Linked DNA regions of Mus musculus: all the other regions are linked to region 3. The links are chromatin contacts, called in public Hi-C and promoter capture Hi-C maps. All regions are on one chromosome and are shown on one strand. Each heading gives the region's core, a stretch centred on a gene start, on an enhancer-like site or on the middle of the called end of the contact. The rest is flanking DNA. Distances are from core to core; before and after follow the strand shown. Region 1 has its middle 21 kb from the start of 1700127F24Rik. Region 2 overlaps Pacs2 (phosphofurin acidic cluster sorting protein 2). Region 3 holds the start of Btbd6 (BTB (POZ) domain containing 6).

What was found. Promoter capture Hi-C pulls out the DNA fragments that hold promoters and counts their contacts. A called contact is a pair of places that touch in the nucleus more often than the background predicts.
Region 1: a promoter capture Hi-C map of the HPC-7 cell line shows a contact between it and region 3. The contact joins the enhancer-like site here to the promoter of Btbd6 in region 3. A contact is called at or near these places in 14 of 39 promoter capture datasets (the 3T3-L1 cell line, 3T3-L1-derived adipocytes, the C10 cell line and 8 more), 1 of 484 Hi-C or Micro-C datasets (bone marrow-derived macrophages), 1 of 115 datasets of contacts at active chromatin or transcription factors (microglia) and 3 of 9 other capture datasets (adipose tissue, liver and pancreatic islet).
Region 2: a Hi-C map of muscle stem cells shows a contact between it and region 3, with 1.6 times the contacts expected there. The contact joins the enhancer-like site here to the promoter of Btbd6 in region 3. A contact is called at or near these places in 15 of 39 promoter capture datasets (the 3T3-L1 cell line, the C10 cell line, the HPC-7 cell line and 10 more), 1 of 15 datasets of contacts at CTCF or cohesin (CD8 T cells), 14 of 484 Hi-C or Micro-C datasets (the 3T3-L1 cell line, the AtT-20 cell line, the C10 cell line and 9 more), 2 of 115 datasets of contacts at active chromatin or transcription factors (craniofacial prominence and embryonic stem cells) and 5 of 9 other capture datasets (adipose tissue, embryonic stem cells, liver and 2 more).

What each region holds. Positions count from the first base shown.
Region 1 is chr12:112,894,903-112,899,366 of GRCm38.p6, reverse strand. No RefSeq gene overlaps it. Among named protein-coding and RNA genes, the nearest start is that of 1700127F24Rik, 21 kb to the right of the region's middle. Within about 2 kb of position 1,331, at least 131 of the 459 cell types and tissues checked have an H3K27ac peak or open chromatin away from gene starts, as enhancers often do. A contact at or near this core is called in the HPC-7 cell line, adipose tissue, bone marrow-derived macrophages and 2 more, where this site is marked.
Region 2 is chr12:113,056,804-113,061,211 of GRCm38.p6, reverse strand. It overlaps Pacs2 (phosphofurin acidic cluster sorting protein 2), which reads right to left. Exons shown (of 24, transcript NM_001081170.1): 9 at 4,245-4,402; 10 at 1,399-1,489; 11 at 1,052-1,129; 12 at 441-583; 13 at 7-139. Among named protein-coding and RNA genes, the nearest start is that of Tex22, 15 kb to the left of the region's middle. Within about 2 kb of position 2,046, at least 8 of the 459 cell types and tissues checked have an H3K27ac peak or open chromatin away from gene starts, as enhancers often do. A contact at or near this core is called in CD8 T cells and muscle stem cells, where this site is marked.
Region 3 is chr12:112,974,474-112,978,378 of GRCm38.p6, reverse strand. It overlaps Btbd6 (BTB (POZ) domain containing 6), which reads right to left and starts at 1,816. Exons shown (of 4, transcript NM_201646.2): 1 at 1,397-1,816; 2 at 1,230-1,320; 3 at 1,008-1,126; 4 at 1-875. The coding sequence starts at 1,773. All of the region lies in intron 5 of Brf1 (BRF1, RNA polymerase III transcription initiation factor 90 kDa subunit), which reads left to right.

The sequences.
Region 1 (4,464 bases), core at 82-2,581, 79 kb after region 3:
CAATTAAAGGCGTGTGTCACCACTCCTAGCTTCTCCGTTTTTTTCTTAATTAGATTTTTTTTTCTTGGCACTTTTTGGTTAACCCATAAGCTGCCCAGCCATGTGAGTTAGTTTTGTCTGTGACAAACAGCTGCTTGGCTATGGCTATCACTGTGTGATTTGCTGAAAATCCATTTTCCTTCAACTTGACTTCAAGCATCAGTCTGCATCCTTGTGACAGACCACGTGGTTTTGATGACCACAGCTTTACCGTAAGTTGGTACATTGCAATTGGGTTTTTTGGGTGTTTTGTTTTGTTTTTACAGTTGTTTTGGCCCTTCTAGGAACCTTACATCTTCACAGGAGTTGTCAGGTCAAATCCCCAATTCCTATGCCCAAAAAGCAAGTTGCTTTACAATTTTTTCTAACAGATTTCCTTCTTTTATTTTATATTAAATGTGCGAGTGTCTTGCCTACACGAATGTCTGCACACCACACATGGGCTGAGGTCACAAAGGAGCCTCGGATGGCCTGGATCACTGCAGTTATGCATGGTTGTGAACCACCATGTAGGGGCTGGGAATTGAACCTCAATCCACTGCAAGAGCAGGCAATGCTCTTAACCACTGAGCCATCGCTCCAGCTTCATGTCTTCCAGTTTTCACATAATTCTGTCTCATAAGAAGTTGTAGCAATGCATGCACCTGCCATCCTCTGTGGAGGTGTCCCGCCTGGCTCTCGGGTCTCCTCGGGGCCTCACAACTTGTCTCCTAGCCTGCGTTTGTGTATTTTGATGACACTCTTTTTATTTGGGTATACATAAAAAGATTTTATTTAGAAACTAGAAGACAGTGTGGCGGCCAAAGCTGAAGCTGCTCGGAGTCAAATGAGTTCTTTCCTCGTGGGAATTATCCAACGAGAAAGGGCGAGGAAGCTTCGTTTATGGCACAGGCAAACGATTGTTCCTACAAAGCTGTTCCAGCCCCTGTGCGACTTTGTGTGTCACCCTTGGCTTTGCTCCTCAGAAATAAACACTATTACAAACTACCTGTCACGATCCCCAGTTCTCAAACTAACAGGTTTCTATGACATTTTTATCATGAATGTAGAGTCAGTAAGACAGCTAACTCTGTCTGTAATCACAGCCGCTGACAGGAGACTGCTACTGTTGTCCCTTACAGTCATGGGTCACACTCTCCCCCGCCCCCTTCATCAGGCCCCTGACAGCCGCTAACTCATTCATCTGCTATGGGTTGGGCAAAATATCCTCCAAAGCCCCTGTGGGGAAGGCTTCATCTCTAGTGGGAGGTGGGGGTATAGCTGTGAGCTGATTGGCTCACAGGGCAGCAACTTCATCCGTGAGCTAATGAACTGGAGAGGTCAGACAGGAGGAGCCATCATAAGCTGGGGCTGGGCTGGAGGACGTGAGTCACAGGGGTGTGCATCTTAGAGGACGTCTTGTCCCTTCCCGCCCCCCCCCTCGGCTTCCTGGCTGACATGAAAGAAGTGGTTTTCCTCTGCCGCTCGTCCTTGCCTTGTCACAGCTTAAAAGTAACGGAACCCTGACTGGGTTGGAACCTCTGGAGTCCTGAGCCAGATTCCTTCTATAAGTCACAGTGACAGAAAGCTGACTGACTGCTTCTGTAATCTGGTCATTTTAGAGATGTGTTGCATTGTACAATAAATAACCTTTGAGGCTGGCTCTCTTCCTCGAGTCATTAATAACCACACAAATTATAGTGCACGTGGACAGCGTGTCCCTTTCCTACTTCTGGGTATTACGCCATTATGTGGACTCACTGAGGTTTGTTCCGCTATTGAAGGACACGTGTTATTTCCTCTTCCAGACAATTAGCAATAAAGCACCTGCCTGTGTTACTGTACACATATCTGTGAGAGGGCATTTTCTCAGTGCTCAGGAACAAATGGCCAAGAGTGTAAACACTGGGCTATAGGCTAAGTGTATTTTTACGTTTTTCTTTAAATTAGCAAATTTTATTTTTAGGATACTTTTAGGTTTACAGTAAAATTAGGCTGAAAGTAGAGGTCCCACGGACCCCCTGAGCCCTCAACCTCTGGCACCTTCTACTCCCAGAGGCTCCTTGGCTGTGGTTGGCCCACCGCACTTATATATAGTGCTGTATCTATTCCCCCCCCCCTCCGCATCCCCTATTTCCCCGCCTTTGCTGAGCCCCAGAAGTCACTGATCCTGTGACTGTTTTCTGCCTTTACAACAATATCCTAGTGCTGGGGTCGCACGGCGTCTCTGCAGGCTGGCTTCCTACGTAGTCGCATAGATTTCAGTTCCTCCATGTTTTCCGGAAATGATGGGCTCATTTCTTCCCGCGAAGGAGTCGTGGTCTATCCTCTGGATGTAACACACCTACTCATCCATTACTATTTAAGAACACCCCGGTTGGGGCTGGAGAGATGGCTCAGCAGTTAAGAGCACTGGCTGCTCTTGCAGGGAGGTCCTGAGTTCAATTCCCAGTAACCACATGGTGGCTCACAACCATCTGTAATGCGATCCGATGCTCTCTTCTGGTGTGTCTGACGATAGCTACAGTGTATTTGTCATTCATATACATATATACATACATACATATATATATATATATTATATATATATTATGTACAAAAAATAAAGTTCCTGGATGAAGTGTTTTACTGGGTTCTCTTCCTCTCTCTCCCTCCCTCCCTTTCTCTCTCTCTCTCTCTCTCTCTCTCTCTCTCTCTCTCCCTCTCTGTATGTGTATGCATTCGTGTGTATCTGTGTGTACATGTACACATGTGAACACCTTGAAAACCTTGGTGCATGTGAGGAAGTCAGAGGGACAACTTGTGGAAATCATTTTCTTTCTCTACTACGTAGGTCCCTGGGATGGAACTTCTTCCCTTCCCTTCCCTTCCCTTCCCTTCCCTTCCCTTCCCTTCCCTTCCCTTCCCTTCCCTTCCCTTCCCTTCCCTTCCCTTCCCTTCCCTTCCCTTCCCTTCCCTTCCCTTCCCTTCCCTTCCCTTCCCTTCCCTTCCCTTCCCTTCCCTTCCCTTCCCTTCCCTTCCCTTCCCTTCCCTTCCCTTCCCTTCCCTTCCCTTCCCTTCCCTTCCCTTCCCTTCCCTTCCCTTCCCTTCCCTCCCCTTCCCTCCCCTTCCCTCCCCTTCCCTCCCCTTCCCTCCTCTCCCCTCCCCTCCCCTCCCCTCCCCTCCCCTCCCCTCCCCTCCCCTCCCCACCCCTCTCCCCACCCCTCCCTCCCCTCTCCCCACCCCTCCCCTCCCCTCTTCCAGCACCCCCCCCCAATCCTGCTGTATAGCCCAGGGTTGCCAGAATTCTGGATCCCCTGCCTCAGTGTCTCAAGCGCTAGGATGACTGGCACCATCAAACATGGTTCTTGTTTTCAGTTTCTATTGCCATGGCCCTGAGCTGGGAGAGCCTTTTCTCAGCTGTGTGCAGTCACACAGCCAGTCATGGGTGTTCTTCATTTCCATCAGGGTGGCTTGGGTCTTTGTGTTCCTTTAGACCCTTTCCTGGGACTCTGCTTCTACACTCTTATTGCCTGCTGGGCTCATTCACCACTTCCTCCATTGGACGTGACCTTAGCCTCTGTGTCCCAGCTGGATCCCTCGGCAGGAGCTCCTGTCTGATTCTCCTGCACTTCTGTCCTCCATGACTCTGAGGCTGCCTCTGCCTCTGCGGACTTTGTGTTGCCTTTCGACAGGCTTGTCAGTCTTGCTCACGTTGGCCATGATGAGCAGGCAAGAGAACCGCAGTTAACAAGCCGACAGTGCTGTGGTGGTGACACTCATGCAGAAGACATGTCCTGATGCCCAGCAAATGGCTTAGCCTTGGTGAACACCACTACAGCCTGTGTTCCTGGATTGGGGGTGGAACTGGGCACTTCTCTGATTGGCAGCTGCTTCCTGAGGGCAGGTACTCAGGCCAACCCAATGCTCTGGACTTTGTAAATGGCTCCCTTCTCTCTCACCACGGGGTCTATGACATGCCTAGCATCACAAGCTGTGATAACCTGGTGAATCTCGGATGAACAAAGTTCATGAAAGAGGGGTATCCTCCCGACAGGCTCCAGAAGAGTCCTGGCTGAGAAGCCACCAACAGCCTGCTTCCCCAATCCCACATTCTCAAACCTCTGCTCTGGAGAGTCCTGAAGTTCACGGTTCCTCTCTCCAGCTCCAGGACAGTGGTGCTGCTTCCTCCTGGTCAGTGCCTTGCTGCTGGTAGGAGGAAGTTCCTGTTTGGCTTTATGAGAAGTGTCTGCTTGATTTCCTGAGTGGCTGCAGCCCTTGCTGGGATCTTGCAGGGCTGGTGTTCTGCAGAGATGGACTTCTGAGCTGACTGACACTTTAGCAAGCCCAGTCTTCTGAGCTGCCGGAGAGCTTTGGTCCTCTCTCTACTCTGTGGCTTTCTCCCAGTAATGCCGTGCTGATTTTAAAATTAGCTCGCTCATTTCCAATTATAAAGTAGCACTTGCT
Region 2 (4,408 bases), core at 797-3,296, 83 kb before region 3:
CCTAACCTGAAGCTGGCTCCTCGTGTCTGGACAGCGCTCATTGTCTAGGCTGTTGGCCCGTTCATTCTGTGGCCGAGCAGGCTGTCGCTCCTTCAGGGATGTGCTCCGGCCCCGGCGGCCGGCCGGCTTTGATTCTGACCTGTTAGAGAGCAGGAAAGGCAGTGGAGAACAGCTGGGGTGGTAAGCTGTATGTTCACTGCAGGTTGCACACTACGCTGCCCCACGACAGCTGCCACCATCCCCACCTGACAGACCCTGTGAGGTGACACTGAAATCTCCCCAGCAACCTGAGCCCTCAGTGGCATGGAAGCAGTGGTGCCTCTTGGGCACTTTGGCCTTTAGGGTGGTAAGCCAGCAGATGGCAGAGCTGCTAGTGACCAAGTGGCTTCCCACAACCCTGCCCTAAAGGTGCAAAGAGTCCCTCAGCACGAAGGCCACACCTGGTGGAGGGGATGACAAGTGACTCAGTCTTGATGATTCTTCCACTGGGAGGCAGCTTCTCGGTGAACACATCTAAGGTGGAGGTCTCAGCCTCTGGGCTGTCCTCAGGTTGCCCTGATGGTTCCCGGGGGACTGCTGCACTCTGATGGGTTGAGAAAGAGCCATAAGCACCAAATACAGAAACATTTACCGTGCCTCTCCCGTCCGTGTGCCCCTGATTTGGGGAAAGGCTCTGGGATTCCTCTAACCTCAGGTCTTGCGTAAGGCACAGTCACAAGCGAGAGGAGAGGTATTCCTCTCCTACAAGTAACTCTTGGACCAACTATGATCAGCACCAAACCTGCTGGAAACCCCACCCACCCTGCTCCTTATCAGAGAGACTCCATGAGGGCCAGGGTCTGATAGCAAGGCTAGGACACAGCCCTCCACCTGAGATACCTGGCCAATATCCACAGAGTGAACAAGGATCACCAGGCAGCCTGGTGGCTCCTGGGGGTGGTATACATGTTTTCAGAGTATGAGAACACAAACCCCATGTGCAGGTCTGTACATCTGAATCAGCTGCACACGACAGGTGGATGAATGTCCCCCTGCCCCCATGCCTGCTTACAAGGGCCACCGTGTCAGAGACGCTGTCGCTGAGCTGCTGCTTGCCTCCCAGGGATCGCGTCTTCTCAGGTACATCAGCCTAGGGGTGAAGAGACAGGAACTGGCTTATGCTGTGGAACCAGGATGTCTACTTCTGGATGGGAGGAAGCCCAGGGAGACTAGCTGCGAATTTCACAGACTGTGAGCTCAGGATTACATTAGAAGATGCACCTGCTACTGGGCAGAACCCTGAGCCCAGGATACTTCAGCTAGGTACACACTGGCTAGCTATTCAGGACTCATGGGGAGGAAGGATGAGGGTGCCAGCCAGGTCCAAGGGTCTCACACTGCATAGAATGGCCTACTCACCGGGCTTGGAGGCTCCCTGTGGCTCCGGGCACTGTGGATGCTCCCTATCTCTGTCTGTGAGCTGGAGTGAGACAGGCCTTCGAAGTAAGGCCTGGATGAAGAAAGGAGTAGATATTAATTCCCTAGATCCCTCCCTATACACTGAGAATGAGGTTCAATGCCCCCCCCCACCCCCCACACAGCAGGGCAAGCAGCATGGACCTCAGCAACAGAAGAGAGCAACATCCAAAGACACAGTGAGGAAGAACTGTGTAACTAAATGCCTGCTACTGAGGGAACGTTACACTATGATAGGATTCTGCAGTGACAACTCCAGGTGGCATAGCTCCTGCACTGTCTATGAAGTCAGCAGCAGAGAATGTGTCCCAGGGCTGCTGAGATGACTCAGTGAGTAAAAGCGCCTGCTGCTAACCCTTAAGACTTGAGTTTGAACCTTGGGACCCACGCAGTGGGGAGGGGAGAAGTAATCCTAGCAATTTGTCCTCTGACCTTCATTCTTGTGCTGTGGCACACACGTGCCACCTCCCACATTAAAATGTAATTTAAAACAAGAAGAAAACACCATCTGCTTGTGTTGCTCACCCCAGGTAGGCAGTCAACACCACACAGTGAGTGGTTGTCAGCAGTGGATGCCCCTTGTGGTTTGAAAAGGTGTGGCCTTCATAAACTCATGTGTTTGAATGCTTGGCCCACAGGGAGTGGCACTATCAGGAAGTGTGGCCTTGTTGGAGGAAGTGTGTCACTGTGGGGACAGGTTTTGAGGTCTCCTATGCTCAAGCTCCACCCAATGCAGACCCAGGCTCCTGCAGAACTTTCAGCTCCTTCTCCAGCACAGTGCTGCCATGCTCCCTGCCGGGACAATAATGGACTAAACCTCTGAGATTTTAAGCCAATCCCAAGGAAATGTTTTCCTTTTATAAGACTTGCTGTGGTCACGGTATCTCTCTTCGCAGCAATGAAACCCTAACTGATACCCGAGTTGAGAACCGAGATCTACAACCAGACTACAGGAAACAGAAGAACATTTTCAACAGCACAAGGTTATCATGGGCAGGTCCAGAACAACTAAGTCATCCAAGACACATTCAGACTGCTCCAGACCAACACACGGGACTCGACACCAAGCCTGAGAAAGCCATTTCAGACTAATCCAGAACAGACATGACTCTGGATCAGCCAGGGTAACTCCTGACACTCAGATCAACCTGGATGAATGTACCTGTCTTCAGCAAATAAGTGTGAGTGAAGAAAGAGGAGATGAGGACAGCAGAAACCCAAGAGATGTTATAGAACTCAGGTTAAAATAGCTGGCAGGATTTCTGCTGGTCCATGTGGGTGAGAAGGCTACGCAGAGACCTGCAAATGTGGGGTGCCATTTGTGACTACTTAGGATCAGGGTGCCACAGTGATCACACATTGCTCCAGAACTACAGGTATTAGCTGGCCAGGGATTACGCCAACACAATGTCATAGGGCTCATGATGGGAAGGATCTGGACTCTGTGGGTGAGCCCAAGGTGACCCAGCAGAGGTCACACTACAGCAGAGGACACACTCAAGCCTAAAATGAGGCAGGAAGGTGCAGTGCTGAGACAGGGGGACTGAGGTAGAGGAGCCCAGCAAGGAGCTTGCTTGACCTAGAGAACACCCCCCAAACCAGCAGTGAACCCCTGACTGAGCCCAGCAAGGCGCAGGTAGGAAAAGAAGCTGAGGCCGGAGGATGCCACCCCAGAACCAGAAACATAATAGGCGTTAGAGTTTGTTTTCTGAAACAATGTCTCATTATTCTGTAGTCTAAACTGCCCTTAAACTCAGCTATTTAAGCTTTGCAATGCCAAGTTTCCTAAATGCTGAGACTACAGGCATGAGAAACCAAGTCCAGCAGTAATGAATAAAGTGTCATCACTGAGAGTTATGGTTAATTAACTGCAAGACACAAGAAATCCAAATTTCTTGTGTGTGCTTCTCAGTACTGTCCTGGTTAAAAACTTAAAAATCAAGTATCTTTAATTTTTTTGAAATCCTGAGTCTCTCTGTCCTCAATAACTACACCAAGACTGAAGTCTACACACTGTCCTGAGGGCTTAGCCTCTCTAGGCCCCACATAGCCACAGTACATGTATGCAGACTAGCCTGTTTTCTTTTTCTCTTTCTGCCCTAGGCTAGGCTTGCCCATCTGTCCTCCCAGCCAAACCAAGGAGGAGCACCGGATGGGGCTTCTCTCTGCTGCTTGTGACAGTAGGGCCCTCTAGTTTCTAGTATACCTCAGGGCTGTTGGCGGGGAGGGGGGAATGGAGAGGGACAGTCTAGGCCCTTCATTCTTCTGCAGTCTGCTGCAGGGACCAAGCTCTGACCTCACAGAGCCCCTTCCAGCTCAAGCCCTTTCCCTGATGCTCCCTCCCTCCCTGCCTCCAGATGGCTCTGCTTGTCTCTAGTTCCTAATGGACACGCAAGCACTGTGTTCCATTTGCACGGTTACCACTCACCCCGAGAAATACTCTGCCTGTGGAAAGATGCCAGACCTAGCTCCAATGGGTCAGTAGTTATGCCCTTCCACACCTATCTTTCTACAAAGGCATCCTTTGTTTCTGGCCACAGGGAAAAGCTACCTGGCTCTGTCTACCCACTAAACTTGGACTCACTCCATCCTACCTCCTCTCAGGATGTCCTGGTCTACCCTTCGAGAGCTGTCCAAGCACGTGGTGCCCCAAGGTGAAACATGGGTCATAACAAACGGTCAGCCCAAACCAACTCAGACCATTCTAGAACAAGACTATCAGGCAGCTCAGAATCCTTGTCTAGGCTCAGGCTTATTAGACTTGGCAGTTTCAACGTGGTAGAGCTTACCTGAGCTTGGGCTTGGGGGTGCTAAGGACACTGTCATCGTCATCCATGTCAGGGCCACTGTCGCTGGGGTTCTCCACATCCAGCGTGTCATAGAGAAGATCCAGGTCCTCCTCCACCTCGGGAACATGTTCTGCAGGGTCCTGCTCCGAATCCAAGACCTAAAG
Region 3 (3,905 bases), core at 567-3,066:
CACTGGCAGTGTAGAAGGTGTCCTGCTCCACCTGGACCGGGTGCTCAAACCAGACTGGGAAAGTGTTGCTGGATCCGTCTGAAACAAACTTGGTGAGGTTCTGAGCCAGGACCATCCCTAGCCGCTTGAGTTCAATCTTGACGCTGTACTCAGCCTTCCCAGAGCTGGACCCATACAAGCCCAGCCCAGCAATGAACACCCTTCTGTCCACTGCAAACTGGATGCTGTCACAGCGTCCACGGTACCTCCACTGGTTACTTCGGTAGGCAGAAGACTGGAAGCGGTGGCACCTTTGTGGAGCAAGGCCCTTCCTCTTGGTCAGGGGGAAGTCAAGGAGGGGCTTTTTGGCAGCAGTGTACCAAAGGAAGATGTTGTGGGTCTCTTCTAAGGTCAGGATGTCTGACTGGGCGGCACCATTGGCAAACTCCTCTAAGGTCATAGTTGGAATTCGGACCAGGTAGAGGGCTCTTCCCAAAACATGCCTCTTGTTGTGAGGAGTGACTGGGAGGCCCTGTCTCTTACATTCTGCCTCAGCCCAGTTCAGGACGGCCTCGAAGACCACAGCCTCCTTGGTATTGAGGGCCTCCCTGGTCACAATGATCTCCAGTGTCTGCCGGTCAATTTCACAGAAGCCTTCAGACCTCAGGGCCATTTCAGCTTGTGCATCAATGACTTCCCAGCATCTCTGGGTCAGTTCAGGCTCCTCAAACAGTCGGCTCTGGGACAGCAGGACACAAGCATTTTTGGCTTCCAGACTTGTTTCCAGAAAGTTGACGCAGGCCTTGGCCAGGGCAGGCACGATGTACTTCTTAGCAGCATACAGAGTGGCAAGCACTGTGTCCGCCTCCAGGTCGATCTCATCGCTGTACATGTACCTGCGTAAGGCAGGGGCTCTCCTGGGGAGCTGCAAGGGCTCCCCTGCACAACCTCTGGGGTTGTAGCAAACAGGTAGGGGACCATTGGAAGGTAACCACCCCATCCTTCCAGACCCAGCGCACAGCACTTACTTTAGCAAGACCAAGAAGGCAGCAGGCTCCACATCGGGAATGTGGATTTCTGACTTCACTTCCGCAAGATCCCCGTAGAACATGGCATAGAAGACGGAGCTGCCGACAGCCAAGACATACTGTGGATGAAAGAAAACCACCTGAGCTACAGGGCAGTAAACAAGGTCCAGGGAGACGCACCTAGCCAGGCCCACCAGGGGACAGGGCTGCGCCCTTACCCACCTTGTGGGCGGGCACACGCCTGGCAGCCCCCAGAGCCCCCACGATGAAGTGGACGTCAGCCATCAGCTCGTTGTTGAACATGAGCGCATTCCTGCAAAGGGCAGAGGCACACGGGCTGGAACGGCGCGCGCCCGGGCTCCAGAGCCCGGGGGCGGGCGGCGGCTCACCTCTCGCGCAGCGTAGGATGGAAGGACTGCCAGTTGGGGCTCTCGGGATTGTTGTTGTCTGGCAAGGGCGGCGCGGGCAAGGGCGGCAGCGGGGCGGGTGCCAGGCAGGGCGGGCAGCAAAGCCCGACCTTCGTGCTCTCGGCTGCGCCTGCCGCGTTGCTGTTGGCGATGTCGGTGGCAGTAGCTGCAGAGGGACTGGCGGGCGGGTACAGTTCCGCGGCCATCTTCGCTACTGCCGGGGCGGGCTCCGCACTGGTCGGTGCTGCGCCGCGCGCCTTCGCGCCGCGACGGGGCCTGGGAAACGGCTCTGCGAGCACCAGCAGGGAGGTTAGGCACTGCGCCACCCGCCCATGCAGGCAGGCGAGCGGCAGCAGCATGGGGCCACGCCGGCCCTGCCCGCTACCCACCCGCACCCCACACCCCTCACCGAGCCCGCGGCTCGGCCGCAGGGGGCGCCGTCCCGCCCGTACCCACTGCTGCGGCGCCGGCGTCTCTCGTCACTGTGCGTCAAGACGCGACTCCTCGTTCCAGGGCCCCGCCCCTGGGGGAGGTGTTGAAGCTCCGCCCGGGTGCCCAGGTTTAAGGGCGAGTTGTGGTTGCACCTTCTATCACTCAGAAATGAGATTTTTTTTCCAACAGCTCAGGCTTTGAAAAATCACCTGACCCAGCTAGCTTTTCTTCGTGGAGGAAATGAGTCTCTAACGCAAGGCTTGATCTCCCTTTTTGTGTACAGCTTCTTTAACAGAGCACAAAGTCAAGGGCAGTACACCTGTTATGTCGGAATTTCTTTTTCTGTCATGAGTCTAGACCTCATGTGCCACAGGGTGACCTCAAACTTTCTACATAGACCTTCCTTTCTAAGTTGACTACTCCAATGGGTTACATTTTGTTTGCCAGTTTATCCAACCGTGTATATATCAACTCTATATCCCAGTTGTGCTGACCATAGGGAGGCAATTTTATCCTTTCCAGATCCTAATTGCAATTCTTTGGGTCTTTATCCAGAAGTGAGATGATTGGATAAAATGGTAGCTCTTGATTTCTCATTTTTATTTTATGGATGTGGATGTTTTGCCTGTACCTGGTGTTTGCAAAGGCCAGGAGAGGCTGTTGGATCTCCTAAGACTAGAGATACAGATGGTTGTGAGCTGTGAGCTGTGGGTAGATGGGTGCTGGCTCTTCAGCAAGAGCAATAACCACTCTTAAGCACTGAGTCATATCCAGTGCTTCGTGCTCCCCCCGCCCCTTAGGTTTTGAGACAGGGATTTTCTGTGTAGCGCTGACTGTCCTGGAGCTAGCCTCAGATCTGCCTGCCTGCCTCCTGAGTGCACCATCACTGTCCAGATACAGTTACTTGTTTGAGCAAACTTTGCAATGGCCTTTGTTCGTGCTTGTATTATTTATCAGTCCTCCACAGCGTGCACTGCTCTTTTCCCTCATCCTGGGTAAACCTTGTTATAATGTTCTGGGTTTTATAGAGGCTATGCTAGTGGATATGAGGTGGAATCTTGATTGCTGATGTCAACCTTTCTGTGTTTCTTGGTCATTTGTATATCTTCTTGGAAGAAGTACCTCCATGAGTCGTTTGCCCACTTTCCAATCAGTCTGCTTCTTCACTGCATTGAGCTCAGTCTTTAGGACAGATGCTTTCTCCCTTTTTTGTGGTTGTCTTGACTGGACAGACTCCTTTGCTGCATTGATTCTTTGCAGTCTGAAGTTACTATGTTTGTCTGTTTTTGCTTGTGTTAAATCATTGCTCTGTGTTCTCCATGGTTTTGCTATTGGTGGTGGTTGTTGTTATCTTTTTAATGTGTACACCTTTGGTCTGTTTGGGCAGAGTACTACATGTGACAGTAAACTTTGTTTCCAGCCTGTTTGCTGAAGAGACTGCCCTTACATCTTGTGTCCTCCCCGCCCCCTTTATTTGTTTGCTTTTTTTGAGACGGGGTCTCGATGTGCAGCCCTGACTGTCCTGGAGCTCTCTATGTAGACCAGGCTGGCCTTGAATTCCTAGAGATCCACGTGCCTCTGCCTCCTGGGTGCTGGGATTACAAGCATGAGTCATCAGGCCCGTCTTGGTTTCTTTGTTCTTTAATACACGTGCCATCTTCATAACTTCCACAGACCGTGCAAAAGGATTACTTTGTGAGACAGAGAATTTAAAGTCTATTTAGTAAATGTAGTCTGCTGACGTGTATCCACCTTAGTCCTTTCCCCAGACGTCATCTTCTTCCCTTCCTTTGGTTTAGACATTTCTGTTTCCAGTGTCCTTGCATTGCATGACTGCAGCTCTGTCCCCATGTGCAGACAGACTCCACTACTTAAAGAAGATAAAGTAGGCTGCTTCAGGACCTCCATCTTCTCTGCTCATTTAACCCCACCCCGAAGTCCTTCTGTAGTGTTTTGCTTTTGTAAGATGTGGGGTCTATCTGTGCTCTCTAGGCTGGCCTCAGATTCCAGAACCCGAGGGTCCTCCCTACCCATCTTCCCAGTCACAAGGCAGAGTCTC